2 separate regions of the Mus musculus genome follow, and region 2 is linked to region 1. The links are chromatin contacts, called in public ChIA-PET maps. All regions are on one chromosome and are shown on one strand. The core of a region is the stretch at or near the end of the contact, and the rest is flanking DNA. Distances in the headings are between cores, read along the strand shown. Region 1 has its middle 28 kb from the start of Pgap1. Region 2 overlaps Ankrd44 (ankyrin repeat domain 44).

Evidence for each region. ChIA-PET counts read pairs in DNA pulled down with a chosen protein or histone mark.
Region 2: an RNA polymerase II ChIA-PET map of effector CD8 T cells shows a contact between it and region 1, with 8 read pairs. The contact joins two enhancer-like sites. A contact is called at or near these places in 5 of 39 promoter capture datasets (cranial neural crest, embryonic stem cells, hippocampal neurons and 2 more), 1 of 484 Hi-C or Micro-C datasets (forebrain) and 3 of 115 datasets of contacts at active chromatin or transcription factors (bone marrow-derived macrophages, effector CD8 T cells and memory CD8 T cells).

The regions. Positions count from the first base shown.
Region 1 is chr1:54,581,365-54,589,092 of GRCm38.p6, forward strand. No RefSeq gene overlaps it. Among named protein-coding and RNA genes, the nearest start is that of Pgap1, 28 kb to the left of the region's middle. Within about 2 kb of position 3,872, at least 146 of the 459 cell types and tissues checked have an H3K27ac peak or open chromatin away from gene starts, as enhancers often do. A contact at or near this core is called in effector CD8 T cells and memory CD8 T cells, where this site is marked.
Region 2 is chr1:54,903,428-54,911,130 of GRCm38.p6, forward strand. All of the region lies in intron 1 of Ankrd44 (ankyrin repeat domain 44), which reads right to left. Among named protein-coding and RNA genes, the nearest start is that of Ankrd44, 19 kb to the right of the region's middle. Within about 2 kb of position 3,849, at least 75 of the 459 cell types and tissues checked have an H3K27ac peak or open chromatin away from gene starts, as enhancers often do. A contact at or near this core is called in effector CD8 T cells and memory CD8 T cells, where this site is marked.

The sequences.
Region 1 (7,728 bases), core at 2,622-5,121:
GCCCCGAGTAGCTGAGTAAGGGGGTATTTAAAGGAAGGAACCACAACTCAAGGAGGTGGGAAGGGCGTTGTTGGAAAATACCAAAAATACCAGTTAAGAGTCACAAGGAAGTACAAAGTCACAAGTGTCAGGTTATCTCTCAAGACAGTTTCTAAGAGTCCCTAACAATCTAAGAGCCCCTAGCAATAGCACCTTTGCATAGTGGGTTCCAGTAGTGGTCAGGGTGGGTCAGGGTGACTTTCTTTGAATGAACACTCTTTGAACCCAGGAAGCGGGTGGGTGGAGGAAGGAATGTCACTATCTGCTTTATGATTAGCATACCTTGGAGCATTGAGTTTATTACTCTTTCATCATCATGTAAGAGTCAGAGATCATAGCCCAGGAGAGCTGCACGCCTGGGTCCGGGGCAGCCAAGATGGAATATGGGTTTAGTAAATGATGAGTTGGGATTCTCAGAAAGTACATCAGCAGTGTGGAGATTTGGAAGGGGCTCAGCCATTGAGCTGTTTAAGGCATATTAAAAATAAGGCCGTGTGTGGGGTGGGTAGGAAGGAGCATGTACAGCCATCACCAGGGCAATTTGAGTAGAGATAATTTGGTTACAGCAATAGGCCAAGACCATAGTAATAGTAACTCAAATACGTACGTCTTACCCTGATGCTGAAGATGAGCCACTGATGGGGGAAAGATACTTAAATAGTACAGTGTTATTAAAGATTCTTCCATTATACTTGAAGGATAAATGTCTGCTTAAGACATAATGGTAAGAAGATGGAAACAGACTGAAACTTGCTAGAAAGATTGTTGCTTCGTTGATAAATCAGTTTTCTAAGGCCAGTTACTTGTGTCCTGTCAGTCACAGAAGGGCATTCCAAGAAATTCAGACTTCCAACCTAGCTGTGATACAAGGAGCCCTAGCTCTGTTCTTACTTCTGATGCTTTGTTTCTATGACCTAGGAAGTTACTTATAATTTCGTCCAGCCTCAGTTTCCTCATCCACAAAATGGGAAGAAAAGTTATCTCTTGGTGTTGTTAAAACCATTACATAACTCTGTGTTAAATACTGAATATATTATAGGCTCAAAAATGGTAGCTCTTGTTACTATGAAAACCTACATTAAAAAATCACCACCACCACCACCACCACCACAACAACAAACTTGTCAAGTAGTGTTTTTGTGATTCTAGCACTAGGCAGGCAGAGACAGGAGGATGCTGAACTTCCTGATCAGCTGGGCTCCCCTAACGGGCCAGTAAGAAACTCTCTCTCACAAAACAAGGTGGATGACTCCTGAAGAAAGACAGCCTGAGACTGACTTCTGCCCTCTACCCACATATGCACCTGCATACACATATGCACCTACTTACACATATGCACCCACTTACACATATGTACCCACATACACATATGTACCCACTTACACATATGCACCCACATACACATATGCACCAACTTACACATATGCACCCACATACACATGTGTACCGACATACACATATGCACCCACTTACACATATGCACCCACGTGACTATACAACCCCAATATGAAAATACTATAAAGGAAAACATTTGCCTATTAAGGAAGACTAGTGCTTGTCTCTACAATGAAAAACCATTTTCCTGGTACCAGAGATAAAGGACAAACCAAGAAGTTCACTGACACAAAGGCTGTCATCTTTCTGTCAAAGTCTGGTTATTGCATAAAATTGATATTCATAAATCTTAATTTAATGAAAAACGATGTGAAGTCCAAAGGTATCAGACAGCTAGTGAGATTATTTCTCAGGGCTAGTGAAGAAGGGAAGGATATTTTGGTGACACCCACACTTTCTATGGGTAATTGATTTTTGTTGGTATTCCATCTGGACTCAACCCCTCTTAGACCTAGTGGGGAAACCCCCACCCAATTCCCACTTCAGCGTGCACCCAAAAAATCATGAAGGACCATCTCTTGATGTAATTACATGAGAACGTTTAATGACGGAGCTCCAGACCAACATGCATCCCACACAGGAGATAACGGATGTCGACCACGAGGCTCAAAAGCTAGGGGTTTTTATAGGGTAAGGGGCTTAGGGGTGTGGAATTCAGCATAGCAACACACTATTGGCTTATTCAAACATTAACAGAAAGATTACAGGGCATCAGGACTTTGTTCCTGTGGGCTGGGGGCTTATCTTTGTTCACATAGCAACCAGTTGATGTATGACTTTACCCAGGTCAAGGGGCAGTAGACAGAGGGGAGGTTCCGGCCAGGTGGTGTTGACCCAGACAAGATAGCCCTGTTTGTACAATCAAGCTGTTCTTAGGAATGTCTTGACAACAGCCCTGTCTGTTCTGCTTTGTTCTTGGCCCCAGGTCGGGGGCTCATAGACAACTCTTTTACATGAATCACAAGATACAAAATCTCATTTTCTTTCACCCCCACAGTTACCTGGCAACAGCCAGGTATGCTCCTCCCCCAATGGCCTGGCCCACTATAAAAGGGCCTGCTTGCCCCCTCTTCTCTCTCTTACTCTTACTCTTGCCTCTCTCTCTGGCCTCTTGTCCTCTTGCTCTCCCTCTCTCCCTCTCTCCCTCTCTCCCCCTTCTCTTCTCCCCTCCATGTGGTCATGGCTGGCCTCTACCTCTCTTCTCTTCTCTTCTCTTCTCTTCTCTTCTCTTCTCTTCTCTTCTCTTCTCTTCTCTTCTCTTCTCTTCTTCTCTTCTCTTCTCTTCTCTTCTCTTCTCTTCCCCCCCCCCTCTCTCTCTCCCTTTTTCTGCCTCTACTATCCTCTTAACTTCCCTCCCCATGCCCTTAATAAACTCTATTCTATACTATACCATCATGTGGCTGGTCCCTCAGGGGTAAGGAATGCCTCAGCATGGGCCCACTGAGACATCCCCTTTCCCCACACCTCACCACACCTAGCTAGAACATATCCTTATATCTCTTTCTTTCTTTCTCTCTCTTTCTTTCTTTCTTTCTTCCTTCCTTCCTTCCTTCCTTCCTTTCTTTCTTTCTTTCTTTCTTTCTTTCTTTCTTTCTTTCTTTCTTTCTTTCTTTCTTTCTTTTATAATCACAACAATTTTGAACTCAACACACCAAAGGCCCAAAGCAGCTGTCTTGAGCATTTCAGTTTGGTGGCTGTTTGTACAGCTAGCTGTGTGACTGGTTTTTCTTTCTGCTACTGAAAGGCCTGCTTCAGAACTTAGAGCTGCCATTGTGCATCTGAAAGCTTCGTGGCTCAATCCCTGCCTGCTGCCAAAGTTCTGTTTGAAAGCCTCCTAGAAGTAAAATTCTTAGAGATTCATATTGTGGCACATTGCAAAAGGCAACACTTAAAGAAGGTGTGCACCCAGGTCACTGGCTCTGCTCTTAAGATCCTGAATTCAATGAGTCACACACACACACACACACACACACACACACACACACACACAACAAGCTCCAACAGCTCCCTTCTGGAGGCTCTGTATGACTAATAACCATTTGTCCCTAGAGGAGAGGAGCTAGCCTGATTTTTCAATCTGTTATTTCTTTTTCTGCATCTTGTGGGTGGATCACATGATAGAGACTTTAGGCAAGCAGGTATGTACAGGTAGGTGGCCGTATCTGCTAGCTCTGTTCCAGGAGTTCCAACAGCTGTGCTTATTCTGATGACTAGCTAGAAGAACAGGGGTGGATCCCTCCCTCCTTTCTTGTTCACAAAATCAGTGCTGAGATGAATCCCTTTAAACAGTGAAGAGAACAGCAGGTGTTGTATCCTGAAGAGGTAACAAGTTGTCTCAGCTGAGGAAAGAAAAGCTAAGAGGAGCAGACCTCAACAGTTAGAGACACCGTGTCTGAAAGGAAGAAAAGAAAGAAGTTAAGCCTAAAGAACAAAGCAAAAATAAGTGCAGAGCCACAGGACCTGGGGGGCTGGCCTAGTGCTGATAGGGAAGTGGGCTAGACACACCTCAAAGGCTCCCTGCACCAGCCTGTTACTCTTCCTCACCAATATCTCCTTTTCTAATCTAAGTTCCCCAAGTTGACCACAGTTGGGAGGTCTAAAAGTATTACAAAAGTATTTTACATTACAACAGCCCAAGGACAGAAGGAAGAAGTGGCCCAAGTGAGCAGGCTGTGTTTTTCCACGTGAATTTATTCTGAGTGGGGTGAACGCCCAGGAGAGGCAGGCACCTGAACGTTCACATCGACGCACGCACACACAGGAAGGAAATTCTGACCCGTTCTACATGCTTGATCCCTAATGAGATGCAAAGTGGAAAAAACCCAGAAAGGACAAACACTTCCTGTTGAGGTACACAGGGTGGTTGTATTTATGAGACAAAAAAGCATTGTGTCCAAGCAACGAAGAGCTGTAAAATTAACATATGAAAGAAGCCAGTTGCTAAGAAAGACTGGAGGCCCTTCCCCACCTGGGCGCTGCTGCTGCTGCATGTTGTTGTTGTTGTTCTCCTCATCCTCCTTTTTTTTCTTTTCTCTTCCTTTTTATTGATTCCCTGGGAACCCACACATCTTGTACTCTAATCCCATTCATTTCCTTATCCCTTTGTATCTGCCCTCCACTCTTGCAACCTCACCCCACCAATCAATAAGCAGGGGAGAGAGAGAGAGAGAGAGAGAGAGAGAGAGAGAGAGAGAGAGAGAGAGAGAGAGAGAGAGAGAGAGAGAATGAATCATGGAAGCTGTAGTGTATCACATCTTTACTGGCAAATGTTCATTGCAGTGAGTCGCTGGGCTTCTTGCAGAAAGAAGCAGAACAAGCAGTAGAAAAATCCCAGTGAGACACAGACCTAGGAGAGGTGGCTACTATAAAGCTTCCTGAGCCTCCTGTGTGGATGCCTTTCTTCCACCTCACTACCCTCTCCCATTCTAGAGAGTCTTTCTCTATAAACCATTCCTATTTCTGTTTTCCTTAATAAACGTTATATAAAAAAACATTCCTTTCAACCTTTAAAACGTCAGCAGGGGACTCAGCTGCATTTCTATAGCAGTAGATTGTGATTCTGGGGGGCACTGGGGGGGAGGGAAAAGAGTTATTGCTTAACGGGTTCAGAGTTTCAGTTCTAGTTTCAGTTCTAGTGAGGAGAGATATACAGATGGAAGGCTGGGACCGTTGCACAACTGGGTATATATTAAATATCACTGACCTGTACACTAAAAACATGATAAAAGTGATGGAATTTTTGGTATAAATATTTTACCACAAGATTTTAAGCATGAGTGACGGCCTTGGGAAGATCATTTCTTTTTTTGTTTGTTTGTTTGTTTTTTGTTTTTCGAGACAGGGTTTCTCTGTATAGCCCTGGCTGCCCTGGAACTCACTCTGTAGACCAGGCTGACCTCGAACTCAGAAATCCGCCTGCCTCTGACTCCCAAGTGCTGGGATTAAAGGCGTGCGCCACCACGCCCAGCGGGAAGATAATTTCTTATACTGGCTACACACACATGCATTATATGTGATCCCTCTAGGCACTTTCACTGAGAAATCCAATGATTCTTGATTGTAGGAAAGAAAAGTATATTAAGAAGGTATGTTTTAATTTTTAGGAATTGCTTTTAATGGCAGTATCTTCCTTTTCATGCTGCCAAGAAGTTAATCTTTTTTTTTTTAAACAAAAATGACATTTTCCTGAGAAGTAATTAATCCCACTATGAGAATGAGCAGGAAAGAAAAGACATTGGGACAATGTGTCATGCAGAGCACAGTATGCTCGGGGGGGGGGGGGGAAGGACAAGGGACAAAAACAGAAGTTGTGTAAAACTGGAGGCATAAAAAACTGGTTACAATAACTGTCTGCTGCAGAAATTCTTGAGTCTTCAGCAGCAAGGACTCCAAACTCAACAGTCATCTGCCAACAGATGAGCTCAAGAGAAGCAGAGCAAGGCTAAGAGGGGACTGGGCATAGGCCACGACCAACCCTGACCTGGGAGACTGGGTGTAGGCCACGGCCATCCCTGACCTGGGGGTGCGATAGCTGGAGGAGAGCTGCACTACGGCCAGATGCTCTCTTATATGTGATCCCTGGCCCACGGGCTGCATGTGGCCAAGTGTGGCCCAACACAAAATTATAAACTTACCTAAAACATCATGAGAGTTTGGGGTGGGGTTTTGTGTATGTGTAACTTGATGGTACAGTTCTCCAGCATGAACTTTGTAGATGACAATGTTCTGTGACAAGGTCAAGGCGGTTAAGCATGCCTGCTAGAGTATACTATTAACAGAACCACTTGAAAAGCTTTGTGACAGAGATACTGAGGCCATTTGAAGAGGTTCTGATTTGAAGATAACACTATGAGAGCCATGGCTCTAGCATTAAGGAGGGTATGATATTAATGATTGGTTCTGTATCTTTCATTCTTTTCAAGTATGTAAAAATGAAGGTCCAAGTCAAGAACTATTGAAGAGACTTGAAAAATTACTTAAATTCAGGTAGATATTATATCTATTATACTTGCCTTAAGGTAGTGGTGAAGCTTCAGACCAAATCTGGCAACATCACTTTCTAATAATATTGAGTTCTTCTGGCCAAGTTACTTAACGTTTCTAGACTCTGTTTTCTTTATCTGTGAAACTGAGGTATGTTGTAGTAACTATTTAAATCCCAACCTGATGTTTCTACACTTCTTTAGACCATTTAAATTCCCAGATGAAAGACACACACAGCCTTTATATTTATGATAAACTTCAAACAACACAAGAACTGGGCAAGTACTACTCTCTATGCTGTTAGAATCTACTTTCCCATCGGTAACACTGAGTTATTACTGTGTTTCATCTGGGCTGCTCTTAACTCCAATTAGCCAGCCCACAGGGTCCTGTTCTCTTGACTCCTAACTCATGGCAGCTTCTCCTTCCCCCTCCTGCACTTTTCTTCTTCCTCTTCATCTTCCTCCTCCAACCCCAAACCTATGAAACCTAATCTCCACCTGTGTCTCTTCTGCCCAGCTATTAGCTATTGGCATCTTTATTTATCAATCAGAAATAATTTGGGGGCAGGGTTATGTAAGGACTCTTTAGTCTCTGGGGCAACCAGTTGTGGGGGGGTCCCCTAATTAGTGTTAGAATACAAACAGCATGAGGCCAACCCACTACTAGGGTAATGTTGTATCAACCCACACAGGTTGTTGGAAGATTAGACACAGAGGATTTAGCACAGTACCAAGCATGCTGGAATTAGAACAGGCATTTTTTTTTTTGGCAGTCCAGCCATCTCTCTGCTATGTTTGGGTGAACATTTACCTATTCACTTTTGTCTATCATCTTTTGAAAACTGAATCTTAGGAGTGAAGCCAAGACAACATTCCTGCCATTTTCATCCTCCCCACTTAGATGGAAACCACTTTACCCTGTGGCAGATGATTTATAGACAAAAAGAACAAGGATATACATTGCCTTTATGGAGATATTTAACCCTAGAGTATTGCCTCCAGTGGATACCAGAGAGGGAGAAAGATAGCTTCAGAGCTTCCCAGAGTAAATTAATTACTTTGCAATTGCTATATTATGCAGTCTCTTGCATTTATAGCACTGTGCAAAAAGTGTTTCAAGGGAAGTAAGGCTTCTGCCCTTTAATTTGATGAAAAGCTGGAGCTAGCTGATAGAATGGAATGCAATTTTTTACTATCTAAAAACTCAATAAAGATAATTAATTTGGGAGGAGACTAATATTTCAATAAAGCTGAAATAAATGACCATGTTCAGTTCTCTTCTATTAGAGGGTTACTTAAAGTGGAGAAA
Region 2 (7,703 bases), core at 2,599-5,098, 320 kb after region 1:
CCTACTGAGCTCCTAAAAGGTTCTCTCTCTTTTTTTAAGGACCTAATTTAAACAAATAAACAAACAAACAAAGTTTTAGTTTATTCAGAATAGACATCACAATGGATAAGGAGAGGGGACTGGACAGGGGTAGGGGTTAGGGATCGGAACAGGAAGTACCAGGTGTGGGGAAGATGGAGGGAAAGAGTACTGGGAGAGACAATTAGAGGGGGGGGGGAGTGGAAACTACCAGGAATTTGAGGGTGATCCTAGTTAAGACTCTTAGCAATGGGGGAGGGGGGGTGTAAACAGAGCCTGAGCCAGCCATCTCATGTAACCAAACAAGAGTAGGACACTAACACAGCCACAAAACCTTCCACCTACAACTTGTCCTGCCTAAGATGTGCTGTGGTAAAAGAGGCACAATAGTTGTGGAAGTGGCCAACCAATGGCTGGTCCAGCTTGAGACCCATGCCATGAGAGGAAGCCCACCCCTGACACTTCCTGGAGGACCCTGGAGCAGAGGCTGGATCGGCCAGAAGCCTATGATACATCCAAACACAACTAGAAAAAAAGTCAATGATATGATTCCTAATGATACTCTGCTACACTCATAGACTGGCGTCTAACCCAACTGTCATCAAAAAGGCTTCACCTGGCAAACTGTTGGAAATTGATGGCAGAGACCCTCAGCCAAACACTGGGTAGAGCTTGGGTACTCCTAAGAGAGGGAATAAGGATTGTAGAAGCCAGGGAGGTCAAGGACGACACAAGAAAACCTCACAGAGTCAACTAACCTAGCCCACAGGGGCTCACAAGGACTGAACTGCCACCCAGGGAAGCCTGTATGGGAGTGACCTTTCATATGTGTGTCACAGTTGTGAAACTTGGACTTCTTGTGGGGCTCCTAACAGAGGGAGCAGGAGCTGTCTCTGACTCTGCTGCCTGCCCTTCCCCTACTGGGTTGGTGTGACTAGCCTCAATAGAAAAGGAGGTACCTAGTCTTACTGCAGCTTGATGTGTCATGGCTGGGTGGTACCCATAGAGACAGATCTTTTTTTCTGAAGAGAAAGGAAAGAGAAGTGGATGGAGGGAGAGGGAGGGGAGAACGTGGGAAGAGAGGAGAGAGGGAAAACTACAGTTGGGATGTGAAATAAGCAAATATTTTGAAGTATTTATTTTTATTTTATGTGTGTGAATGTTTGCCTGCTTGGATGTATATGTACCATATTTGTGCTTGGTGTCTACAGAGGCCAAAGAGGGTGTTGGATTTCCCAGAACTCGAGCACTGGGAACTGATCCCAGGTCCTCTGAAGAACAGCCAGTGCTCTTAACCACTGAACCATCTCTCCAGTCCATGAAGTAAAAAACAAGAAACATCTTAACTTAGCTCATTATTTTTTATTGCATGTATGTGGGTGGGACTGTGGGGTGGTATGTACATGTGGAACCCCTCCAGAGGCCAGAAACATTGGATTCCCCCTGAAGTCAGTTATGTGCAGTCGTGAGCCTGGATGGATGCTAGGAATTAAGTCCAGGTCTTCTGCAAGGCAGTGTGGACAGAGGAGCCATGGCTCCCATTCCTGAAGCTTCCACTGTAAATACACTGAATTTTATATGAATCTGATAACCCTAAATGAGAGAGTGCATTTTATTCTATTCAAAGTTCCAAGTTTTTTACTAGCTCTGGAAATCCTAGCTTTTACAGGAATGTTGCTCACAGATAACAAATCACCTCTACAAAAAAACCCGCATGAGTCTACACTGAAAGTCCACATAGTCTAGGGATTAGAAAGATAAGGCTTATTTAGTACCCTCCCTTTGTGGTGGTTAAGATCAAACCCAGGACCTCACGAGTGTGAATGGTGAGCCTTCCCACTGAGCCATACTTCAACCCCGGCCTCTTATTTCTAAAGTTATATAAAAAGTTTTGATGGGTATTTCTCAGATTCGATTAATTTATTATAAGACTAAAAATATGATCATCTCATGTCTTCAATGTGGCTATATGCACTGATGTACTATTTTCCTATAAATCCTTTTCATATTTCTTTTATTAGCATTAGATTTGTTTTGCTGTGCGTGTGTGTGCACACGCATGAACGCACGCAGGTCCACATGGAGGTTAAGTTGATGTTAGGTATCTCCCCAAACACTTGCACTTGATTTTGGAGACACCCCCAGCACTGGGAGGGTTTTTACACAGGTAGCACTAGCCTTGTCAAGAGTACACATTCAGGGTTATAACCTGAAATCACCAGTAATGAGGGTTTTTTTTTTTTCACATATGGCTGGGAAGACTCGAGGACAGGTGTAAGTATTCTGCTCTCACCAAATAGATAAGGAGCCATGAATCACAGGGGCAGTGCCTTAGTGGAGCTTGCAGCAAAACATGAAGTGGCTCAGCACCCGGATGTTCCTGGCTTCCACTAACCAAACAACAGCTCAAAGCAGCTTGTACTTGACCAGTTCCTACTTAATCAACAGACTCCCGGGCAGCCTAACAGCAAGTGACTGCAGCAATGAGCCCGGGACTGGTGGGAAGGGGGCCGGGCAGAGCCGGGCAGAAACAAGGCTGGAAGCAAAGCAGCGGCTGGTGCTAAGGGGCTAGGTGCACTAAGGTGTAAAGCACTAAGACTCCGAGAGCCAGTAGAGAAATACAAAAATAATCAGTGGTGAGTGGCAATGATGATAAAACACACCAATTCTGCACCATGCTCTGTCTGCATTCAGAATGGGCACCCAGATAGATCCGAACTTATTTCCTATCTCTATAAAGGGAAGAGGGGCTCTCCTCACACTCAGGCCACAGCCATGGTCTCAGTTTTAATTGCCCTGAGGACCCCTCTACCCATCTTCTCTTCCCTGAGCGGATATGTAGGTCACCAACCAGCAAGTGGATCAAATCTCCTAGGTAGAGACCTTCGACCTTGGGAACGTTTAGAGCAGATACAGGTGCTGCAAGATGGAGCGGACATTGAAGAACGCCACCGATGCTAAGGAAAGAGCCCCTGCCCACATGCAGTTCTCATGTGCATTTTGTGCAGTCAGCAATTCTGTTTTCTCCACAGCCTTCAAAATGTCAGCTTCTCATGTCAAGCAGTATGAGTACGTCAGGCGAAGCGGAGGCTTTCTTATGGTTTCAGGCTGGTAGTATTTCAGAACCACATGATTGCAGGGCTGAGCTCAGCAGGGCTGTACTGGAGAGCAGATTGCATATCCCTCATGCTGCCCACATTTCAGAGACTGATAAAATATTGTCCCTGGGGATTATAAGAGGAAGAAAAAAAAATGACAGCACATCCCCCTCTAAGGAACAAGCCCGTGGGTGATCGTACTAAATGCCAGGGAACCCACTGGAGCACCAAAATGGTCAGATGGAATTGGAAGAAAGCCTAAGAGGCCATTCATTCTCTACGTCCAGTGAGACTCTGAGTCCTAAAACACACTGTGCACATACGCACACAAACACACACATACCTGAAGTCTCCTCGGCTTCTCAATCACAACGCAAACCCCAAGTCCCTTAGTGGGTTTCAGGGGCCTCCATTAACTGGCCACCAAGCAAGTAATTGCCAGGTGAGAAAAATCAACTTGGGCCCCAGAAGGCCAAGTGCAGTGTACACTCGGGAAACAGGCAAAGGAGACAGATTAGTATGGGAGAAATCAGATACTCACTCCTCCCTGTCCACCAATAATCCATACCAAAAGGGGTTCGGGTACAACAAGGGCAAATGCAGCTGAGATGTGGAAAGCGCGCATCTAACAAAAGCACAAAGGGTTCGTTAAAAAGCCGTCTCCCTCCCTCCCCCCAGCCACCAAATGCTCTGCAAGAAAAGCCACAGCCCAGCCCGTGCTTGCTCGCTCGCTCGCTCGGCACATCTGGTTTCAGTTACCTGTGCCCAAACTGCAGCTCTCAGAGAAACAGAGCTCGAGCTGACTCCATGGTTTAAGATCTGTCAGAACAGCTTATATGGAGATGGAGGGACAGAGTGTGGAAGCCTTGAGCAACAATATTTCTGGTCATCACGTGACCCCTCACAGATGACATTTTGGAGTCAGATGGCACTGCTAAACTTGGTCACTGGAAAAGTAAAAGCCACCTAGGGAGACCATGATCACTTCATAGATAAACCCAGTTACCCACTCGGGTCAACCACTAGTCAGCATGAACATCTCACAAATTCATGCCACTTCACGAGATGGCCACATGCTTTCCCTGCCACGGTGCACCATAGCCCCTCAGACCACACTCAAACATGTTAAAAGTCAGAAACCCTCCCATGCCAGACTCCAAATCCTACTCTTGCCAGATAGACCAAAAAGCTGTCACACCTGACACGGCTCCCAGACTTTCCTCTGTCTATTCACTGTTCCTAAAACAGTTGCACATAGAAATGTGGTATCTTTTTAAAGTTACTTTAGTGCCAAGTGTGGTGGTGCACACTCACAATCACAATGAAAGCAGAGATCATGACTTCAAGATGACTGTGAGCTGCACAGCACACCCAGATCAAACTGAACCCACAAGACAATAATCTACCTAGTAATCTCAGTGACTTCGTTACATTAATTAATTACGCTCTGTAAAAAGCTACCCTTTGCCGGGTGTGGTGGCGCACGCCTTTAATCCCAGAACTGCACTCGAGAGGCAGAGGCAGGCGGATTTCTGATGTTGGAGCCCACAGCTGACTCTGGCTGTGTCCAACAAAATGTGACAAATCATTGACCTGAGCGCTTTTTCTTTAGCCACAACTCATTCATTGCCCCATCCTTTTAATATTTGGGTTTCTGGTTCAACAGAAGCCATGAAAATACTTCATAGTATGGTAATATTATACAATTGCATATTGTCTATTTTATTCTAAACACTGGTGAATAATGGTCAGTAAATAATTTCCTAACTCCTAGATCATGAAATTTATTCTAAATAGGAATATCTTACTTTTTATGCTCTATGAGTACTTAACCCAATATTTAAGATATGCATTGATATGTTGTTAATAATCATTACAAACATAATACTAAAATTTATCACAATCATTTTACATGCATCACAACATGAATAAGAGCAGGTACTTGGAGGATTTGAAGGAAGGAAAAGGAAGAGGAACATGATGCAATTATAATCTAATTTTTAAAATTATTTTACAAAAATGCATCCCATCCAGTATTGTGGTCCATGCTTCTAATCCCAACACCCAGGAAGCTAGCTCAGGAAGATGACAGGTTCCAGGCCAGTCCAGGCTGTCCCATGCACATACACACAAAAGCACTACATTTGAAAAAAATTCAAGGGGAAAAAGAAACACTATAAAATTTGGACTACTGACAGGCACAACTACTGACAGGCACATCAAACCACAATAGTGTTTAGATTCCACTCCACTCCATACAATTTAAACAACGATACGTTTTCACTTTTAAAATCAATATTTACATTGTGTCAAAAATTACATCCTTTGTATCTTTCCAACTTTATGATGAAAATCTTTAGAGGTCCAACTAAAAAGACTTTCAGGGGATACACAGTTTATAAAACTCTGGCAGAGGCTGGGGATGGAGGTGAAAATGCTCCACTGAGATGTTCTTGGCTTGCCTCCTCAGTCTACCCAGGACAGCCTCTTTAGAGACCAACTGAGCTAAAAGCTTGAAACTCAGAGCCCCCACTGACCATGATTTCCTGTGTAAGTCTTTTAAAAGCGGCCTCTGAGAAAGCCTGTCTGAAATCCTCAGAAGATCTGAGGAGGTGACTCAGTCCAAAGCATGCTTGCTGGGCAAGCATGAGACCGAAGACAGATCCATCCCTTACACGTACTTAAAAGGTGTAAGAGCACACCTGCAGCCTCAGTGCTGGGTGGGGCAGGGAGACAGAAGGAGCTCCAGGGCTTACTGGCAGGCCACTAGGCTAGCCAAGCAATACTCTTCAAGATTTAATGGGAAACCCTGTCTTTAAAAATAAGGTCAAGCTACATGTGGTGGGCACGGGTTTTTAAAACCAGCACATGGGGGTCAGAGGTAAGACTTCTGTGATTCAATGCCAGCCTGATTTACATAGTACGCTCCAGGCCAGCCATAGCGTCACAGAAAAGAGACTGCCTCAGGAAAAATACGAATAATAAAGACGTTTGCTGCACAAATCTGGCAACCTGAGCCAGGTTCCTGGAGCCCCCTCCCCCCCAAGTAAAAATGGAAGGAGAAAACGAACTCCACAAAGTTATCCTCTGCCCTCTACACGTGCACTGTAACATGTGTGCCCACACACAGGCATCTTGCACACAAACTGCACATAAGTAAGTGAATAAGTAAATAAGGTGGAGACACCACAATTGAGAAAGACCTCAACCTCTGATGTCTGTGCATATACACACACCATCACACATCTACACATATATGAACCGTTTCAAACATAGACACAGATAAAATAAAAATCCTCAGAAAACAGAGAGTGATGAACAGAATAACATTTCCTGGAGCTGGAGAAATGGTAACATTCTCCCCCCCCCTTCCCCTCCCCCTCTGGCTGGTAAGATTCTTTTCACACTACTTCCTTGACCAGTGACTGCTGGAGTGAGGGGAAGCATTTTCAGAACTGTTAATATCATGACACACTAAGGGTGCAGCTACAGGTTCCCTACATACTTAACAAATTACCAATAAAGATTTCCCTCCCCAGGCCAATGAGGTGGATGAGGAAGTAAGAGCGCTTGCCACCAAGCCTGCCAAATCTGACTTCAACCACTGGGACCCACATAGTGGAGAGAAAAAAACCAACCATCCTGACACCCACCCACCCACACAGGCAGGCTCACATACACACACAATGACACACAAACAACGACTAAAATAAATGTTTTTTAATTCCATACTCCCCCTGCAGAATGGCAGTTCTACTGACCCTTTTACAAAGGTTACTTATCTAACAAAAGTTTAATCAAGTATATAACCTTCCCGTGAGAGAGCCCACCCCAAGCTCCAAATACAGCTCTAACCAAGAAAGCAAGCATGCTGTCTAAGCATTTGGACAATAAGGGCCTGAGAAAGCCAGTGTTTTAGAGTTCCACTGTCCTTTGACTATCATCCTCTGCACCCAAAGAGGAACATAAGGCAAGAGCTCTGGCCCTGCATCCAATGGGCTCCCTCAAGGCCAGCCAAGAAGCACCTGAGATATTCTAATCTGGATAATGCAGATGATACTCCATTAGACCTAAATGGTAATTACCCAGGAGTCCGCCTTGAGCTTTCTTTCTCAGAGTGTTTAATGTTTCAGGCTGTATCCTAAGTATAGCTGTCAAAATGACACGTGGTGTCATTAAGTGGTGTTTAAGAACAGGACAGGCACCTCAGATCCAGCCAAGAGTCCTCCCTCCACCAAGACTCTGCAAGCTCAGCAACAAGCACACACCTCAGTTGTCCCTATGACAAGTAGGGACTGGCGTACTCACTTCCTGTCCCTCCAGTGCCTCAACACTTGAGATGATCTTCAGGAAGTGTCAGGACTCCCCAGGGGTCTTTTCTCAAGTGACATAACCCATCAATTCACTTATCAATCTTCTCATAAACAAATATCATTGGCCTTTAATACTCATGAATAAAGAGAAGCTGAACAATGCCAGATGACCTCTCCCCCACAAACCAACTCAGAGTACACAACTTCTGCCCAGACCAACTGCAACTCCAAGTCCAGAAGTGTCACCAGAGGCAAGCGACTCAAAGCACAGGAA